Regions from separate parts of the Ostrinia nubilalis genome. Here region 2 is linked to region 1. Evidence: chromatin contacts called from public Hi-C data. All regions are on one chromosome and are shown on one strand. Each heading gives the region's core, a stretch centred on a gene start, on an enhancer-like site or on the middle of the called end of the contact. The rest is flanking DNA. Distances are from core to core; before and after follow the strand shown. Region 1 holds the start of LOC135079136 (large ribosomal subunit protein uL23m). Region 2 holds the start of LOC135079358 (ubiquitin-like modifier-activating enzyme ATG7).

What was found. A called contact is a pair of places that touch in the nucleus more often than the background predicts.
Region 2: a Hi-C map of whole body shows a contact between it and region 1, with 4 times the contacts expected there. The contact joins the promoter of LOC135079358 here to the promoter of LOC135079136 in region 1. A contact is called at or near these places in 2 of 5 Hi-C or Micro-C datasets (both in whole body).

Annotation. Positions count from the first base shown.
Region 1 is chr16:9,341,351-9,346,151 of ilOstNubi1.1, forward strand. It overlaps LOC135079136 (large ribosomal subunit protein uL23m), which reads right to left and starts at 2,123. Exons shown (of 3, transcript XM_063973727.1): 1 at 1,965-2,123; 2 at 1,597-1,876; 3 at 1,211-1,430. The coding sequence starts at 1,978. The coding sequence ends at 1,272. It overlaps LOC135079137 (a long non-coding RNA gene), which reads left to right. Exons shown (of 2, transcript XR_010258745.1): 1 at 1-276; 2 at 596-1,104.
Region 2 is chr16:9,671,205-9,675,930 of ilOstNubi1.1, forward strand. LOC135079358 (ubiquitin-like modifier-activating enzyme ATG7) reads right to left here and starts at 1,314. Exons shown (of 11, transcript XM_063974000.1): 1 at 1,008-1,314; 2 at 567-765; 3 at 1-328. The coding sequence starts at 1,210. It overlaps LOC135079357, which reads left to right and starts at 1,451. Exons shown (of 7, transcript XM_063973999.1): 1 at 1,451-1,632; 2 at 1,879-2,732; 3 at 2,824-3,386; 4 at 3,463-4,458; 5 at 4,531-4,726. The coding sequence starts at 1,909. The region is part of intron 1 of LOC135079366 (a long non-coding RNA gene); the gene reads right to left.

The sequences.
Region 1 (4,801 bases), core at 873-3,372:
AACTTTACAAAATTTTATTTCTGCAGCGTCCAGTCACTGGTTACTTTGTTAGAAGGAAGCATAGCCATGGAGACCACAAGCACACCTGTTGTGGCTGCTGCCGCCGGCAAAGTTTACAAAGTGCAGCAGAGTCGAGTTGGACGCGGTGTGCCAGTTATCCAAGATGCCTATACGAAGAAATGTTCTTGCTACAGAGATAAAACTATTGTATTTTGCCGAGCTTGTGGCTATTACTGCAATGGCCGCATACGCCTTAAGTGTGAACAGCACCCAAGGGTATGTAAACACTAGACAAGAAGTACCAACCAAGTGTAAACTAGGTCTCGATTTGAAAGTTCTTCTAGTATTTAACCAACTAGCTAGATGGTAAATCTACTATTACATGATATTCATACTCAGAAAAATCTACCTACCTACTAAAAATTACTTTATCTGCATTTTTTCAAATTAAGTCACAATATTATCCAACATGTTTCTTTTAAAATTTTCTAGAAACCTAATACACAATTTCAATAGGTGCAGCAACATAAAGTACCTACCTACCTTATTTCAATGCCTTGTAACATGGGTCTTAATAATTTTTTAAATTTTCCAGGTTACATTCTTGCTGGATATAGCAGAGTGTCCCCGCTGCAATTCACCATCATTCTTGGATGAGTACTTCAAAAATACTTAAATATTATCTATATTTGTCCTATACTGATTTTAGTAGTCTATCATAAGAGGTAACATACTAAATAAACTAGCTTTTATTGTGACTAATGTAAGAAGAATGTTACAGGTGTTTATTCATAACATTCAATGTGTTGTTTTATGTTAGAAGAAAGTTGATAATTTTGTTTAAGAAGTTTTATTTTTGTTACTTTTATGGGATATCAAAATGGAAAATAGTTAAGCCAATTTTCTCATTTACATAACAGATAGTTGTCACTGATTAGTTACAAAACAATACAGTTTTTTGAGAAAAACTTAACTTGTTTGTAGCTAATGTGCAACCTTGGGTGTTGGTAGAAGAAAATTGAATTTTGTTCCCGTTTTGAAATATTCCCTCATGTGCCATACAAAATTTTGTGAATGAGAAAGAATAAATGACTATAAAAATAATATTTTGATATTATTTTGACTCATTGTTTAATTTTCTATAGATACACATAAAATATTTTATAAATATAGAACTACTGAATGGTCAGCTAGACATTAAAAGAAAACATAAGTTTGTACAATTTAATATTTAGCTAAAACTTTGAACAACATTGTCTATTTACTAATATTTATATTGAAAACCAGCTAGGAACATCTGATCTGTTTTTGTTACGTTCTATGTATTTTTTGAAACTCTTCTTCGCTTCATCTAAAGATTTCATGTTTTCTTCTTCATCTTCTTTGCTCTTTTCAAACAAATCTGGATATTGAAAAGTCTGCCCTTTTGGCTGGAAATTTACAAATAGTTTTAATAATAATTCTAATAAATCAGCCAAAGTATTATAGTAAGGACACTGCTATTACAGTACATTTGTCTGAATACTTATTCCATTACTCTACAAATTGTATTCTATTACTATACTATGAGGCATTGCAGCTACATCTTGAACTTACCAGTACAACATAGGCATATTTGATATCATCATCTTTAGTTACATATCCTCGTCCAATATCTCTCTTGAACTTTCCCATAGTGATTTTTGTTCTTACGTCTATCACTGGAACATTGTATATCTTTTCCAAGTAGTTTTTGATATCATACTTGGTCATTTCCATTGAACATTGGAAGTTAACGATATTAGGCATTTGCTTTGGCAATGGGCGAACCAACTTCATCCAAAAGTTGGGCAGGAACACCCGAAGCTGCGGGTTACCTCGTTGATATATTGGATACCTAAAATTATAAAAGCAAAACCACAAGTGAGGTAAGGTATGATCAAATTTTTCAAGGATTATTAATATATTCTGCACAATAAACTTACCAGCGAGTGGACATGTTTTAGCAATTACACTAAAGAGAATAATTAATATTTCTTTGTATTGCAGCTAAAGTTTAATTTTAAGAAATCTATTCTCTGCTTTTAATTTTTCGGCCAAAATAACCACAAAATTTTGACACATTTGACAAGTATGTTTTTTCTAGATAATTTGTTAACGGCATTGAAAGTTGGAATTTGGATATTTTTATCACAATTTTTATACAGATAATTTTTTATCCATCCAAAGGAGGAAGACAGAGGAAGAATTATTTCATACTAGCTTTCCACCCTTCGGCTTCGCCCCCGTGGAATTTTGTAGTTTGGTTTCAAAAACCGGGATAAAAACTATCCTATGTCCTTTCCCGGGACTCAAACTGCAAATCTATGCCAAATTTCATCAAAATCGGTTCAGTGGTTTTGGCGTGAAAGAGAGACAGACAGAGTTACTTTCGCATTTATAATATTAGTATAGAGTATAGATAGTAGATAAGTAGTAGTATAGATTTATTTAAGAAATACCTAGCTCTTCCTCCTTTTTTAAACAAACTGACTTCTTGCGAAATTATCATACTAGAAATATTAATAGGTTTTTGTTAGTTTTCTGCTATCTATTAATTCGAGTCATTAGTCTTTTCTTTGCATTGTTTCCAAAATAACTCTGAGTGGGTGTCTGTCTGGACTCGCTGGAATAACAACGAGAAACTATTGATTATCACTATAAATAGTACACTATCGATTCGATACTATGTGACAGTCGACATTCAACCGAGCGCGTCACTACCCAATTGCCCGTTCACTCACTCACTCACGAAGGAAGGAAGTTTTCTTCAGCAGCCAGTCAAGTCAGCAGTTCAGCAAAAAAGATGGCGGTGGCACTGTCACCCGATCAGGAATTAGTAAGTAAATTATTGTATATTTTAGATAAATCCTAATATAATCTGAATTCTAATCTTTTTTGATGTAGTTAATTCTATCTATTCCATGTTAAGTATAGTTACGAAGCGTTTTTATGCCATGGTAATTGGGGTCGCAACTTGCGTCGTTTACCATGTCACCACTGTTTGTTTTGATTTGTTTCTGTACTTGTTTTTGAAGAAAACTACATAATACTGTGACCTATTTGGCTGTATCTTGGTCAAGTTTTCATGACCAGTGTGTTGTATAGTGTTCTATCATTCATACAAAGCACTGATTTGAGAAACTAGGTAACCACATCAGCGCAGGATGATATCTGAGAGTAAATTTCCGCTTCCGTTTGCTCCGCGATGTCCGACTAATTTAGAGCTGGAATGGTTACGCTTTTTTATTTGTTTCTAATTGGAAACAGTTTTCGTAACTTTCATATCAAGCTTGGATTCTAACCCAGTAACATGACAGCATCCCAAACCAGTTCTTGTATCTATGTTCTAAGGTGTTGCCCATGTCTCAGTTATTTTATTATTAGGGTGAGGTTAAAAGATGTGCTCATAAGTATGGTGAACTTTCATATAAATTTATTATACCTGTTTTGTATATAAAACGAAACAAACATACATTACCCTTTGACTAGGCTTCAAAATATTTTTTTCAATGGATTTGAACCTTAACACATGTCAATAAAGTTCAATATATGGTGGCAACAGTTCAGTTACTCCTAAAAAAAGTTTATTTATTTATTTATTTATTTATATGGCATACCAACAACATATATATTATACTCTTATGATTAACATTTGTGAAGATAACATTATAAAATATTAAGATGTAGGTACCTAACCCAAGTCACACAAAGTAAATTGCATGCATGGTGTTTTCTTAGTGTAAATTTGGTTTCATTGTGAATAGCAGAATTCTATTGCGCTAATTATCAATAGAGAATGGTCTAAAAGTCACTAAATGTTTGGCCTTTTTAGCAACAGTCTAATAAAGCCCTGTAATGCCATCAAAACCTTCTCAACTTGAGAAGACAGTTCTTCTGCCCTGAGACTGTATTTTTGCAGTAGGAGAGACTTGTGTCTCAAGAATGGAGATGAAATGACTGTATCCATATGATTACGTCTGAGTTATGACTTATAATGGCATTTACTCTTGCTGTATAATTAATGCAAATGAGAACATTAAGACACTTAATTCAGTGATGATTTATTGCGAAGATAATATTACAACCATGTGCACACACTTGAATGGTAGGAAAAAGAGACCATAAAGAGGGGCCAACGCTTCTGGGTTGCCAGATATTGTTATTAAATTTTTACCATGTAATTTTGTAAGTCAAAGGAGACTTCTTTTTTGTAATGGTATGAGTTTTTTCTGTTTAATCTTTTATACTATGAAAGTATCTAATCAAACAACTATTTTCAAGGTTACATTTTCTCAATCACAAAGTGGTATAAAGACTATTAACCATGCTGTATATTATTCGTGGCTATCAAATTATTCATTAATTCGATAAAACTTTCATCTTTCATGATGAACAATTTAATTTAATGTGATAAGCCATTAGGGGCAGGTTTTATTCAATCTATGGAGAGGTCCATGGTGTTAGTAACAGCTAACCTGTTCCTTGAGAACAGATTTTGGCTGGTTTAAATTGGGTACACTGATGCTAGTTTCTGTGAGCAGGCAGAGATTGAGATGATTTATTGAAAAATCATTCACATAATGATTGATAAGAAATCACATCAAGCTAACAATGTGGCATATTATGTATTTATCATAGGTCCTATTTTCTATTTTGCAACAACACTGTTCAGTGTGATGTGCTGTCAATTATTTATTGCTATGGACTTGATTTTTTTTGAAAAAATATTCAAGGCTATAGAAATGTGCCTACTTCCAGTAACCCTTGTCAAATTGTGGTT
Region 2 (4,726 bases), core at 64-2,563, 330 kb after region 1:
TTAGAGACCACCCGGGGTTACTCCCGTTACTTGAATCAAGGAATGTAAAGTATGTGTTGCTTAAATCAACGTCTAATTTGCTCTGTACAGTGTCATTCGGATTGAGCAGCTTCGATAAATTATGAACTGCAACATTATCATTGTTTTTTGTCACAATGAAAAAGGATTTCTGTCTGTCGTCTAACGATTTAAACGCATGTGCGAGGTAATCAAGTTGCTTGTTACTGAAATGTATTGCAATGCTCTTGCTTTTTTCACGCAGGTACACTGTGGGTTGGCTTGGGGCTGGGAATGCAAACCAGTAGAAGTAATGGAATTTTTTCAAGTCCTGAAATTGTAAAAATGTCATTATTATACAAAAAAATTATAAATAATACTTTTTGTATGCTGGTTAAGTTGGAAGTATCATAGTGCTTTTGTTACATCATTTGGAAAAGATCTAGGTATTTACAGTAAAACTTTTTATTGAGTGACTAAATTGTGCAAATAGGTTGATGTATAAGATTTTATTACTATAACCTGAGCAAGGCACAGCCAAAAAAGATTTCAAACTTTTGATAACTTACAGCAAAAGATAAAATAACAAAGTTAAGTAGAGATCCAGGATTGACAATCCAGTTCTTCTCCTTCTTGAGATCAGCCCATAGTATTTCTCCGATGGAATTTATCAGATCGGCTTTATCAATGGCTTTGAACTCCTCAATTGTGTTTTTGTTCATTAACTTGCCAGTTACACTCTCATAGTACTGCTCTTTCTCTGGGTGCCTAAAATTTATAAATTCTATAATCATCATATAACTTCAGTTTATGTATTAGATTCATTATGTGGAATGGAAACTTGGATATAAATTAGATCACTTATCATTATATAAATTAGTGCGTAAATATGCAAATTAAGTTACTCGCAGTGAGGAAATGTATAAAAAAGTTATACTCCTGTAGAAAGTATGAATTACGCAGTAATTTATTTAAGTAGTAGTACAAAGATTAAGACACAAGGACAATACCTGTTAAATGAGGTCCCATCGACTTCAAAAACAGGCCCCAGATCGTCTCGATAAGTAAAACGCCCAAATATTTGTCTGGTGTTTTCACTCAGTTTATCAACATCGATTTTCATTTCAGTAAGCGTGTGCCAGAAAGATGGATGCACAAACGACATGAATGGCACATATTGTATTATTTCTCCTTTAGTCTCAGATTCAGACATTGCGCCACAAATCACCAAGAAACAAACACAAAAACTTTATTTTTCTGAAATCGATCGACGAAAACGTCCTTTTTGTTGCTAATGTCAAAATCAGCTGTATTTGGCATATAAATGTCACAAAAAAATGTATGCAAGAAAATTATGATTATACAGCCTACGAATTAGCGCAGTGTAGTTTCTTCAAGGCCTTCTACTGGCTGGCGGGGTTATCGAACTTTTTTAAACTAATAACAAAACTGAATCGGAATTAATTGGAATGTCAATCACTGAAAAATACATTCGTTTTTATTACGTCAATGGAATATACTGATATTTTTTAGGTTTTATTGCAAAATAATTCTAAGTCTACTTCAATGTAGTGATTTTACTTTGTTAGGACACAATTCGAAATTATCGTGGAAGGAAATTAAATTTTATACAAGGTAAGTTACCATAAAGTTACCAATATACTTTCTGACGTCTATGCAGACACTACCACCTCCGGCTTTTAACATACCTTGCTGACCATACCATTAAAGAGTACGTCACGTCGATACAATACATCCCCCAACGATCTTTCTGCGTAGGTAGATGGACACACATCGAATAGCTATTAGACACTTCAGCTGCTGCAGCTGATAAGTAAGAGCTACTCCGATTTTATATGTATTGAAAATGTATATTTTCAGGATATTTATAGCATTGACTACTTCTTTACTATGGCAATTAACTCGTTTGAGAAACAATGTGACAAAATTCATAACAAGTATTCCTCTAATAGTCCACGAGGAAGTGCCTTACCTTCTTGTCAGTTGGTAAGGTTGAGCATTGCCACAGACGACAGTACCACGAGTAGCGACAGTAAAAGTATCAAATCAAAGAAAAAAGGTAATCTAAAATCGCCGTATTTAAATGGCGATAGCGTGCACTTGCTTTCAAGAGTAACAGAGAAAAAACTTTATTCCCAACATAAGAAAGCATCAGATATTGTGTCTTCATTCCCATTAGCGGCAAATATTTACAAAGCTAATTCAGACGAGTTCAAATCGCAGAAAAAGGGCATTAAAAAGGTGAAGAAATCTGTTCTGACGTTGCCGAATGCGCCAACAGCAGTTCCTCAAACATGCACGGTGAGCGATATGAACGATTCTGAATATTGCAACGGGAGTGATGACAATCGAAAGCTGAAAGCAAAAAAGCGCTTTGTGGCACAAAACAAAAAGGCTAAAGTTCGAAATAAAGATTACGAATTTTATGATAGAGATGCTCGTTATTGTTCGCAAATGAACATAAACCTTGACTGCAGTTCTACGGATGTGATAAATCAATTCACTGGTGATGGAAAAAGTGTGTCTGGAAAATTCCGTAGAGGAAAGGGACCACAAGCTGAACAAGAATTTAATGCTCACGACGTTTGGGCAGTTCTAAGGAACATCAACCGCTTTCAGTTTCGGCCTTCTCCTCCCATTTCAGAAGACAGCATACATTCGCCGAAGAAAAAGAAAATTAGGAACAAGAGACGCAATAATCGGAAAGACACTCGGTAAATTAACAATTATCCAATTCAATTGGAAGAGGTCACCGTTCTTAGATAAAATTTTACAGGCAATAATAAGTATTTTATAATTTTTCAGAGTGATTGAGACCTGTCGTACTGAGGAATTTGCTTACATATCGAGCTTCGAAGTAGATAGTAAATCTCCAAGGAGCTTTTCTCAGTCATCTAGTTTCGATCGCATCACTGTAATCGACAAGCAAGATGAATTTAGTGAAATATGCAAAGAATTCGAGAAAAGCGTCATAAAAACGAAGAATGTGAAAGTTAAAAATCGGTTACCGAACACAAATAAAAACCAGAATAGAAAGAATCCTAAGAACAATGTAAAAGCTATTGGGCATAAAGAGCAAAATGAATTGCAAGGACCACACAACAAAATTATTAACGATTGTAACAAAACTCTCGAGCCAAAAGAGTATGAATGTCAATTCAAAGACAATAACTACTATGATAACCCAGAAACACTCGTTAGGATGCATTTGGATTCTAAACCTTCTTCTCCTAGAAAGCAGCGCTTGAATAACTCCGCAAATCGCGATAGGTCAGATGGCATCAATTTTATTGTGAATCGGGCAAATGAGTTTGATTACACTTTGTGTTCAGAATCAAGTAAAGTTGGAATAACCACCGCCAGAAAAGGTATCATGCGCAATTTAATGTTTAATTAATTATTTTTTTTATAATACTGAGAGAAATTTTTCAATTTTAATTGCAGATAATGATGAAAAATTACCAAAAGTAGCCTCAGATGAATCTGGACAGCAAGTAAAAGGAATAACAAAAGTTATTTTGAGTAAAGGTCAAAGTTTGATGAACAACAAAAGAAACGAATTTTTGAAACGAAAACCTCGTTTAGCGACAACAATGCCAAGTACAACAATATTGCCTAAATTGACGCAGACTGAAATTAAAAGAAGATTGGCTAATATGAAATTTCCAATAGTTGTCTTAGGAAAAGATCAACTTGGATCAGCTTCGATTCAAATAATGAATGATCCTCTGCATTTGGAAACTGTAAACCAGCCCATTTGGCCATTTATGCAGGACTGGTATGAACCAACTAATTTGAAAAGACACAGCCCGGAAAAAGTAAAATCTGACGATAAGTTTGAAGAAAGTACTTCACCGAGAAACAAACACCAGGCGATTGATCGCAAAAACAATTTGCGCAAATCGAACGAGATGACTGTAAATAAGCAATCTGCTGTAAAAGATAAAAATTGCTTAAACGTCGAAGCTGCATCAAATAAAAAGAAGTATCCTAAACGTCCTTTACCTCCAAATGAAATTACTAAAGTAAAACCGCAGCAAACTAAGAAACCCAAACCTATACATCAATTAAAGGATAAAATGTTAAAACTTCTATACAAGAACACGTCAGCAAAAGATATTGATGAAAAACATAAAATTAGTGGTCACGGAGATTCAAATCTTAGCGATGATGTTCATGCTATCGAAGCTAAGATATCAGATGCTAGCAAAAAAGTTGATGTAAGCACGGAAACACTGATAAAGTATTTCGTGCCTCAAGACTTGTCTAGGAGCTTAAATGTAAATGCACGGCCTGATCCGAAGAAGATGCCAATATCCAGACAACCTTGGGCGAAAGCAAAATGGGCAAGTGAATTCATTGAAACTGTCATAAAGAAAATTCGAAGCGGTGTTTATTATAACCAGGAAAATAAGTGTCAACAGAAGATTCCAAAGACAGGTAAGTAATATCCTATTGTAAAGTCGATCAATATTAATTTTTAAAAGTGTTCATTGTTTATTATTTATATAGCAGATTTAAAAGAAGCTTCAATTCAGACAATCTTGTCAGGAAAAAACTTTAGTGTGAATGAAGAGGTGATAAAAGAAGACAAAACAGTTGATAATGAAGTTACTCCATATGGAGAAAACAAATATTTGGAAACGTTGCCAGGTTTCGACGATAGTCTTCCTGCATTGGAAATAAAAACCATGAATATGAAAGAAGT